Regions from separate parts of the Sus scrofa genome. Here region 1 is linked to region 2. A link is a contact called in public Hi-C data. All regions are on one chromosome and are shown on one strand. The core of a region is the stretch at or near the end of the contact, and the rest is flanking DNA. Distances in the headings are between cores, read along the strand shown.

Evidence for each region. Hi-C and Micro-C count contacts between places; a contact is called where the count stands out from the background.
Region 1: a Hi-C map of skeletal muscle shows a contact between it and region 2, with 5 times the contacts expected there. The contact joins two enhancer-like sites. A contact is called at or near these places in 2 of 5 promoter capture datasets (fetal liver and liver), 25 of 47 Hi-C or Micro-C datasets (adipose tissue, alveolar macrophages, blood and 12 more) and 1 of 2 datasets of contacts at active chromatin or transcription factors (skeletal muscle).

Annotation. Positions count from the first base shown.
Region 1 is chr14:102,916,026-102,920,520 of Sscrofa11.1, forward strand. PCGF5 (polycomb group RING finger protein 5) reads left to right here. Exons shown (of 10, transcript XM_021073244.1): 4 at 3,483-3,538; 5 at 3,645-3,704. Among named protein-coding and RNA genes, the nearest start is that of PCGF5, 91 kb to the left of the region's middle. Within about 2 kb of position 3,171, at least 13 of the 83 cell types and tissues checked have an H3K27ac peak or open chromatin away from gene starts, as enhancers often do. A contact at or near this core is called in adipose tissue and skeletal muscle, where this site is marked.
Region 2 is chr14:102,673,220-102,677,527 of Sscrofa11.1, forward strand. All of the region lies in intron 4 of LOC110256743 (a long non-coding RNA gene), which reads left to right. Among named protein-coding and RNA genes, the nearest start is that of ANKRD1, 63 kb to the left of the region's middle. Within about 2 kb of position 1,927, at least 21 of the 83 cell types and tissues checked have an H3K27ac peak or open chromatin away from gene starts, as enhancers often do. A contact at or near this core is called in adipose tissue and skeletal muscle, where this site is marked.

The DNA of each region.
Region 1 (4,495 bases), core at 1,921-4,420, 240 kb after region 2:
GAGTAAACAGGTGTGCAGATGCCATAGGCAAGCATGGTGGTCAGAGTGTGTGGAAGTATGTGTCTCACTGCGTGGGACTGTCAGCCAAGAGTAAGGATGGAAAAGGGGTTGTAGGGGCTTGAGGAGAGAAAAAAGCATGTTGTCCAGGAAGGTAAGAGGACGAATGGATTGGGCAAGTGTGGCACAATTCCTGGCGACCTTAAAGGCACACCTGGGTGGTAGTTACGAATTCAAAGAGGTGTGGTTGTGTTTTTTTTTTCCAGCCCACAGGTACAAGCTCAAGATAATGGAGAGGTGGATCTAACTAGTGTTACCAGATAACCTTGAGCAAGTGAGGGAGGGACAGGGGAGGCAAGTGTCTGCAAGCCTTAATGACTGACGGGAGTAAATCCTAAACTGGATGAGGAGGGCGGAGAGCACCTCTCACTGGCGATAGATGATGTCTAACAGGGACAGAAATGAAACTACTCGATCCCTGATCTGTTTGTACATAGTAAGAGGAAATTCTTTTAGACAATTTGGGAATGTAGAAAGTGAAGAAAAAGAAGCAATTGCTAACTCCAGGGAACAAAACGTTGAGTGAGGGTATATCTATAATCAGCGTACACTATGAATATTTCTAAATCATAATCATGTAAAAACACTGATTATTTAAAAGATGGCATCAAGTCTGTTGGGAAGATGAGAGTTTGGAAAACATATGTTGGAAGGACAGGGGCGTAGTAAGAGTGTGATGTCAGAGAGCTCGACCTTCATCTTCCTTAGGAGGAGGTGGGAAACAGCTAGACAGAAAAATATGGCTTTGTTTTTAATCTATTATATATATAGAAATATGGAAGTAAATACTAGAAGAAACAGGTTTGATTTAAGAGCACTGAATCCTAACTACTAGACCCCCAGGGACAGGGTGGATTTGAAAATGGTTGCCCCTGGGATTGTAAGAATTAGAAACAGGGAGAGTGGGGCATGAGAATGTTTTATTTTATTTTTTATTTATTTATTTATTTATTTATTTTGTCTTTTTGCCTTTTTCAGGGCCACTCCCGCGGTATATGGAGGTTCCCAGGCAAGGGGTCTAATTGGAGCTGTAGCTCCTGGCCACAGCCACAGCCACAGCCACACGGGATCCGAGCTGTGCCTGCGACCTACACCACAGCTCACAGCAACATTGGATCCTTAACCCACTGAGCAAGGCCAGGGATTGAACCCACAACCTCATGGTTCCTAGTCAGATTTCGTTAACCACCGAGCCATGACAGGAACTCCCGAGAATGTTGTATTTTAACGTAATGCTTGATTTGTAAATTATTTACATGGATTACATTGATAAAACAAGAAGAGAAATAATGCTTCTTTCAAATACTGCTACTCTTAAATAGTCTAGGAAAACTGTGAATGCATTAGTATGTAAGTCCTGAAGAACAAGATAAGGTTGGTTTGGTTGGAGAGGAGGAAAAGGAAAGGAGTATCTGAGCTGGGATGGAAAGCTTGAGGGAGAACACAGTTTGGAAAAGGCAAGGCGTTCTCAGCAGTAATTGAATAAGCCAGTTGGCTAGAGAAGAGTGACAGGCGAGTAGTACCAGTTACAGCTGGTAGGGTGGGCTCAAGTTGTATAAACACTCCAAGGCAGGTGGTGGGAAGAAATGAGCAGGCAGATAATGATCAAATTACTGCTTAAGGAAGATTCCTTATGAGCATGTCAAGGTGAAGGAAAGTATCTCTGTGCTGCTCCTCTGAATGGTGATTGAGAGAATGGAAGCGGGGGGTGGGGAGGGAAGCCTGGGTGGGAGAGGCATTGAGCAGGAGCTGTCTGGGGCTTGGCACGGGAAGGCGAGTGTGAAGCAAGAGAGAGACAGAGGTAGGTTAAGAATGTTTGCATTTTGAGCCTGTTTGGGAGTGATGTGGTATCATTTCTAAATTTAATTTTTAAAACTAACGGAGGTGCTCAGTTTTTTGTTGAAGGAGACTAGATGAGTCTTGACAGAGAGCGGTCAACATCTGTTGGAAATCCTGACCTTGAGCTCAGCAGAGAGATGGGGTGTGTGCGTTAGGGGTGTAGGTTATCTGTCTGTATATAGATTTTGAAGCCAGACAAGTGGATGAGATCCTCAAGGAAGGCAACCTGTAGAAAAAGGCCAGAGTTCAGAGAGCAGAGCAAAGAGGAATACGCAGATGGAGAGGCGGTTGGAAAAAGAAAGTTATTTAGGGACAGAAAGTCAATAGAGAAAAAGAAAACCAGGAGAGGAAATTTTCAAGGAGGCAGTGTCAGGCAGCACTGACAGACTGCTGCAGAGCAAGGTAGGAGAAAAATGACATGAAAAAGTCATTTTAAAATTTAAAATTTTAATTCTAAAAAATTTTAAAAATCTGTTCAGTTTGGAAGATATGGATAATTTGGGGAGTTCAGTCAAGTAAAAGAAGCAGAAATAGTGTCAGTTATGCTTTCAAATTGAAAGAAAATGTTGAGAAACTGCTAACAGTTGAAAAGACAGTAGGTTAAGCCAAGGTATGGGGGATTTTTCAGATGTGAGAAAAGTATACGTATTTTTAGTCAGAGAAGGTAATGCAGCTGAGCAGGGTGAAGGAGATAAGAGAAAAGGGTATTATAAGAGCAAGGCATGAGACCAAGAAATGAAAGCCATGAAAGGGAAGGGTTACACTCAGATGCAGCAGGAAAAGAAAGCAAGAAAAATGTTAAGGTAAATATTTACAGTTTTTTAATCTAGCAAGATAGAACAAATGGTTTAAATTTCTTGGAAGAGAGGAATGGAGGTTATTCCCAGCATAGGAAAGAGCCAGAGTTTGTGGTGGAGATTTTGAAAGTGGCTGTATCAGCTGTTGCTGCATAGTAAACCATACCCCTAAATTTCATGCTTAAAACAATAATAAAAGCATTTATCATTCCTCACAACTCTGTGTGGTTCACAGACTGGGTGGTTCTTCTGGTCTTGGCTCGGCTTACTCAGGTGATTGCAGTCAGCAGCTGGTCAGGCCCCAGCCCTGCTGACATGGGCCGGGTTCTGTCCTGTTGGGTTGGGCTGTCCGTGAACTAGTCTGAGATGGCCTTAGCTCCGCAGCTTGGCTCTCCTGGACACAGTGTCTCCTCCTCTGGACTTGTTCTCACGGTGGCAGGATTCTAAGGACAGCACGGCAAACAAAGCATGTGTTGAGCCCCATGAGGCTCAGGCTCAGAACGAGCAGTGTCACTTGTGTTATATTCTCTCCACCTAAGGACTCCACTCCTTAATCAAGGCAGCAATTTCAAAGTCCTGTAGAGAGAGCTGGGGACAAGCCTGTAATCTGGTCCACCCCTGGACAGACTGGAGGCTGCTGTGTCCACCTGCAGTGGAGTTGAGTGTGGTACTTGCTGACTGTGTATGTTCTGAATTTTATAAAGTGTGTGGGATACAGATCTTAAACTGTTTACATATTGGATTTTGTGTCTTCATTGTTAGCATATTGTCTTTTTTCCTCTCTGAAAGGTTGGATAACACGTTAGAGGAAATTATATTTAAGTTGGTCCCTGGACTACGAGAACGTAAGTTGCTCTTTGGGTTCTTGCAGATTTTTGTGTTTTGTATAATCACCATTTCTACTAAAGATTTCACAATTGTTTCCATTTATACCTTTTTCTTTTAAATTAGAAGAACTTGAGCGTGAATCTGAATTTTGGAAGAAGAATAAGCCTCAAGAAAATGGAGAAGGTGACTTTTTTTTTTTTTTAAACTTCTGTATCTAATAGAACTCTCTCAAGCTGGTCACTGCTTGGTAGCTGTGGTGAACTAACCACTGTCTTAAAGCTCAAATTTCTCCTATTTGATGTTCACATGTCTCTTTATTTACATTCTGAGCCTCTGATTATGAACCTTTTGTGTAAATCACAAGATTTTATATAAATGCGTCTAAGTCTGAAGTCAGTCCAGTTGAAGGTAATTGGAAATAGAGGAAATTGGACTTTGGGGAGAGAAAAAGGAGATAAAACAGAAAACTGGTCACTTTTCATAGCAGTATTTGCTGGAGAGCTAAGGGAAACTGAAGTAAGAACTAGTCCCATCCTGCAACAGTGAGGAGTTTGCTGTTTTGTGTATTATATTTTGTATGTTAAATAGGAGAGGGAACTGGGATATAGCTTGACAGCCAGGATGTTGCTATGCTCTGATAATCTAGAGTGAACTTTTCATAGGTGGATCTTGGATGATACAATTTATACATTCTGAGATTTGAAAAATATTTCTAGGCCCTCGTGGGAATTTTCCCTGTCACCTATGCTAAGTGTCCAAATTTCCCTTTCGCATCCCAGGAGCCTTAGCAGTCAGTAATTTTTAATAATAATTTAGGTCACAGACGTGGCTTGGTTCCCAAGTTGCTGTGGCTGCAGCGTAGGCCAGCAGCTGCAGCTCTGATTCGACCCCTAGCCCGGGAACTTCTATATGCTGTGGGTACAGCTCCAAAATAATAATCATAACAATAGTAATAGTAATAATTTAAACAAAAT
Region 2 (4,308 bases), core at 677-3,176:
ATATTTTCTTGGAGTCACAAAGTCCAGGCCCAAAACATGGGGTCAAGAGTATGAGAATTTTGGCCCAAGATGAATAAACCTGGCCTCAGCAGCTGCCGCTGCTATGGTAATTTGTATGTTGAAAAAATGTGAGCACTTGAGACTATTTCTAGTTCCAGCTGCTCTGCGGTATTAATAAAGGTCTAATTGCTAAAACCATGTGCAATGGACATGGTGTTCATTTTCCTGACACATGGAAAATGTGGTTTGGAGGCTGAGCTGTCAGGCCCAAATCACCTCCAGACCCTGCCTATTGCAAGCACATTTCATCACCGGGCAGGACTCGCTAAGCTTGGTCGATGGCCTCATTATGGCTATTTGTATCCTGACACTGGAGCCGACTTGACAGGTTAGCATTCCTGTCAAAGAAGCCTGGCACCAAATGTCTGTCCAGCCCCATTTCCCAGGGGCTGTGGTGTGGACAGATTCCATCACATCGCCACACCTGAAGACAAAGGAACAATTTGTTCAGCATTGAGATCGGGTTTGTAAGGTTGTCGCCCAGCTCCCACCAGACGATTTAACATAACACCACCTTATAACTTGGAGGTAGTTAGGCTTCCTGCAAAGACAGAGGTGGATGAGGATGGTGGGGTTGTAGCCTCATGGCCCTGTACACCCGCAGGGACAGACACGAGTCTCCATGTCATAGAAGACAGCTCATTCTTCCTGCCCCTCTCTGCCCCACTGTACATACCCACAAATCATGGTTGCTATCTCTCTTCCAAATCTAAATATATTTTACTACCTTATGGCTTCATGGTACCACAATACATACCACAGAACTACTTATAAGTTGTCCCATGCTAAAACACCAACGCCTATACATTTGTCATTTAATACCAGGTCCAGTTTTTTTTTAATGGGGAATTCCTCTCCCTAAATTTACTCATTTTTAATTTACTTTTTCTGGCTTGTGAAGGGAGTTCCAAGCTAGGGCTTCTTTTCTTACTGGGCTTTCCATGAAAGGACGTCAGTACATTGGACTTCAGTACATTCAATGATTCTTATGAGAGGTTCCACCTTGCTAATTTATGAGCCCACTCCCTGGACACTGATAGGCCATATAATATAGTGATTAAGAGCCTGAACCTCACAGTTAGACTACCTGGGGTTCCATACTAATTCCACCATCTATGCCTCATATGACCTTAGGCAAGCATCTTCAACTGCCTGTGCCTTGGTTTTCTTATATGCAAGTCAGGAAAAATATTAGTACCTCTGCATAGGATAGGTGTGAAAATTTAGTAAGTTATCACATGTGAAGTGCTTTGTAATAAATGCCAGCCATTATTGTCTCCATAGAAAGAATGTGATTAGAACATGTAAAAATGGAGTCCAAGAAGTGCCCTCTGGAACATTAGAGTCCAGATCCACATCCTCTCTACAGGAGACCCACTAAACAAATGATGAATTTGCACAGGTGTTTCTCAACAGGGCCATGCTGTTTCCAGCATAACCAGTGAATAGTGGGCATGAAATGGTTAAACAGAAAAATCAAGTCTGGTTCTTACTGCAGGAGTAGTAGATATTGGGTAATGCTAAACAGAAGTCCAGCCTGGAAAAGGCTATTTACTGTGGAAGAGTCCTGGCTCACGGTAGCCAGAGGCAGCTCAAAGAGAGACAGATACCCCCTATTCATGGTGAGCTTGGCAAAGACCCAGAGCAGATGAGAAGCTGTTCTCTGGTTTAAAGGGCAGCAGGAATTTTTCAGAACATTTTTTGGAGGGTGGGGTTCAGCCAGCAGGAACAGCCAGAGTAGTTAGGGATAAAGAATGTGCTTTATGCCCAAGCTTATTGGAATTGCTAGCAGAGACAACTGGTGGGGTTCACAGGTCAAGCCAGTGATAGGTTTAAGGCCAGGATGATGAAAGAGGATTCCAGTGTGATCTCTCTGCTTGGAAGACTGTGTGACTCACTGTGCACGTGCTCTGATGAGCCTCCTAGACCCTTGTCAGGGATGCGAGCTGGACTTATTCTCCAGCTGCTGGCACACAGCCCTTGGAGTCAGTCTTCTCTGGAATTGCCTTGGCTGAGCTGCCTTACTCAGGGTCACACCCCTTCCCAGAACAGCCTGAGCCAGTGGCTGATCAATGCAGGGGAACAGAGATCCAGCCCTTTTTGCCCCAAATCAGGACAGCCCTGAAGATATCTGGTCTACAGAACCCCTCACAGAGTCAGCCCAGGCTCCCAAGGTGACTGCTGAGGCTTGATCTGTCCAATCCCTTCCACAGATGTGGACTCCAAAAGCACTCTGTTGGGGATGCCCTGCTTGCTGATCTCTGCAGCATCTCCTTCCCTGCAGAGCAGGGTTCCTCCTCCTTAATTCCCAGCAGGCAGAGGGGTCATGTGACAGGGTGCTGACGAATGGGAGGTGAGCAGAGTGAAGTGGCCTGGGATCAATCAGTGGTGTTGGAGGCAGTGTGTGTGAGGTGGTGCAGACAGCACATGAAGGAGACCTGCCTGAGTGGAAAATAAACTTTCCCTGTGTTAAACTTCTGAGATTTGGGATCTGTTTTGGTTTGTGTAAACACAACAAACTTTCTTACCAAACCCTTGCTTACCCCATCTTTTCTATGGCATTAGCCTTCCTCTTTCAAAACCTTTCTAATTCCAGAGGGAGAAGCAGTCACAAGTTAATGTCTGGATACACTATAAATATTTGTTGCTTCTCTTATGTTTGCCTCAGTTAACTGTTCCAGAAGCAAAACATAGTTTATCCCATTTCATAGATTTAATTATTCCCAATTAAATGGTATTTCTAATGTTTCTTTTTGCTGCGTGTATAAATTTTAGTTATTCTCCATGGTGGTATTTCCAGTGAGTCCTTTTTGTGTGTATTCATAAAGTCTCAAGCAGAATAAATCCTTTAGGTATTTTAGCAAATAAATTGAGCAGAGCGGATCCCACTGAAAATGGCAGTCAATAGTCTGATGCTCTAAATAGAAAAATCAAGTAAAATGTATGCACACATGCTTATTGACTCTTTTAACCACCATTAATTAAGCATTTATTATGTGCCTCATGAGCTTCCAGTTTTGCTCCACGGGAAGGGCTTCCTAGCCTCAGGGAGCTCATTGGTCAGTGGGAGAGGTCTGCTTGTACCCAACTGCCACTGATGTTCAGTGTGACAAGAACATGCCAGAGTGCACAGGTGGCTGGAAGGAGGAAGGGAGTGCTCAGCTCTGCCAGAGAAGGTGTCACATGGATGACTTGAAGGAAGATTTGGGAGTCACTTGGCACATGCAAAGCGGGCAGAAATTCCAGGCAGAGACGTTGAAGGCATTCAGGCTGTGATAGACCTGGAGAGGTGACCTGGCTGGGCGTGACAGCAGGCATGGTGGTAGAAGATGAGGTTGGAGAACAAGCACAGGCCAGATTCAGGGAGATCTGTATGTGGTGCTGTGGGATTTGGACTTTTCCTTTTTTTTTTCATTTATTTATTGCCATGTTTGTTCCGACCTATTTAATTATTCCTCTTCTGTGCTCTAATGTAGACACACAATTTTATTCTGAGGGGTAGAGTTTGTGGAATCATAAACTTCAGGCATCAATAAGAACTGATTCCCAAAGTCCACATCAGTAAAATGAAGTCTAGTGGTGCCTCCAAAGCAGCAGAATATTACTCACCACTAAAAAAAAAAAAAAAAAAAAAGCTATTGAACCATGCAAAGGCATGGTGGAAACTTAAATCTTAAATGCATATTACTAAGTGAAAGAAGTTAATCTAGAAAGGCTACATACTATAGGGCTCCAACTATATGACATTCTATGAAAGGTAAACTATGGAGACAGTAGAAAGATCAGTGATTGCCAGGTTTTGGGGGAGGGAAAGGGAACAGGAAGAGCACAGAGGATTTTTAGAGCAGTGAAACTATTCTGTATGATACTATAATGATGGATACATGTTATACATTTGACTAAACTCACAGAATGTACAACACTGAGAGTGAACCCTAATATAAACTAGGGACTTTGGGTGACCATGATGTGTCAATGAAGGGTCATTAATTGTAACAAATGTTCTGCCCACATGGGGAAGGTGCTGCATGTGGGGGGTGGGGGGTAATATGGGCTCCCTCTCTACCTTACTCTCATGGTTTGACTGTGAACTTAAAACTCCTCTAAGAAATAAAATATATTAAAAAAAAAAAGACCCCAGTGACTCTGAGCCTGTGGCTGCCATGTCTCAGGCACTTAGCCCTGGGCTCCCAAGTCCCCAAGCAAATTCTAAGATTCCCTAGAAGATGCTTTTTTATATGTATTATG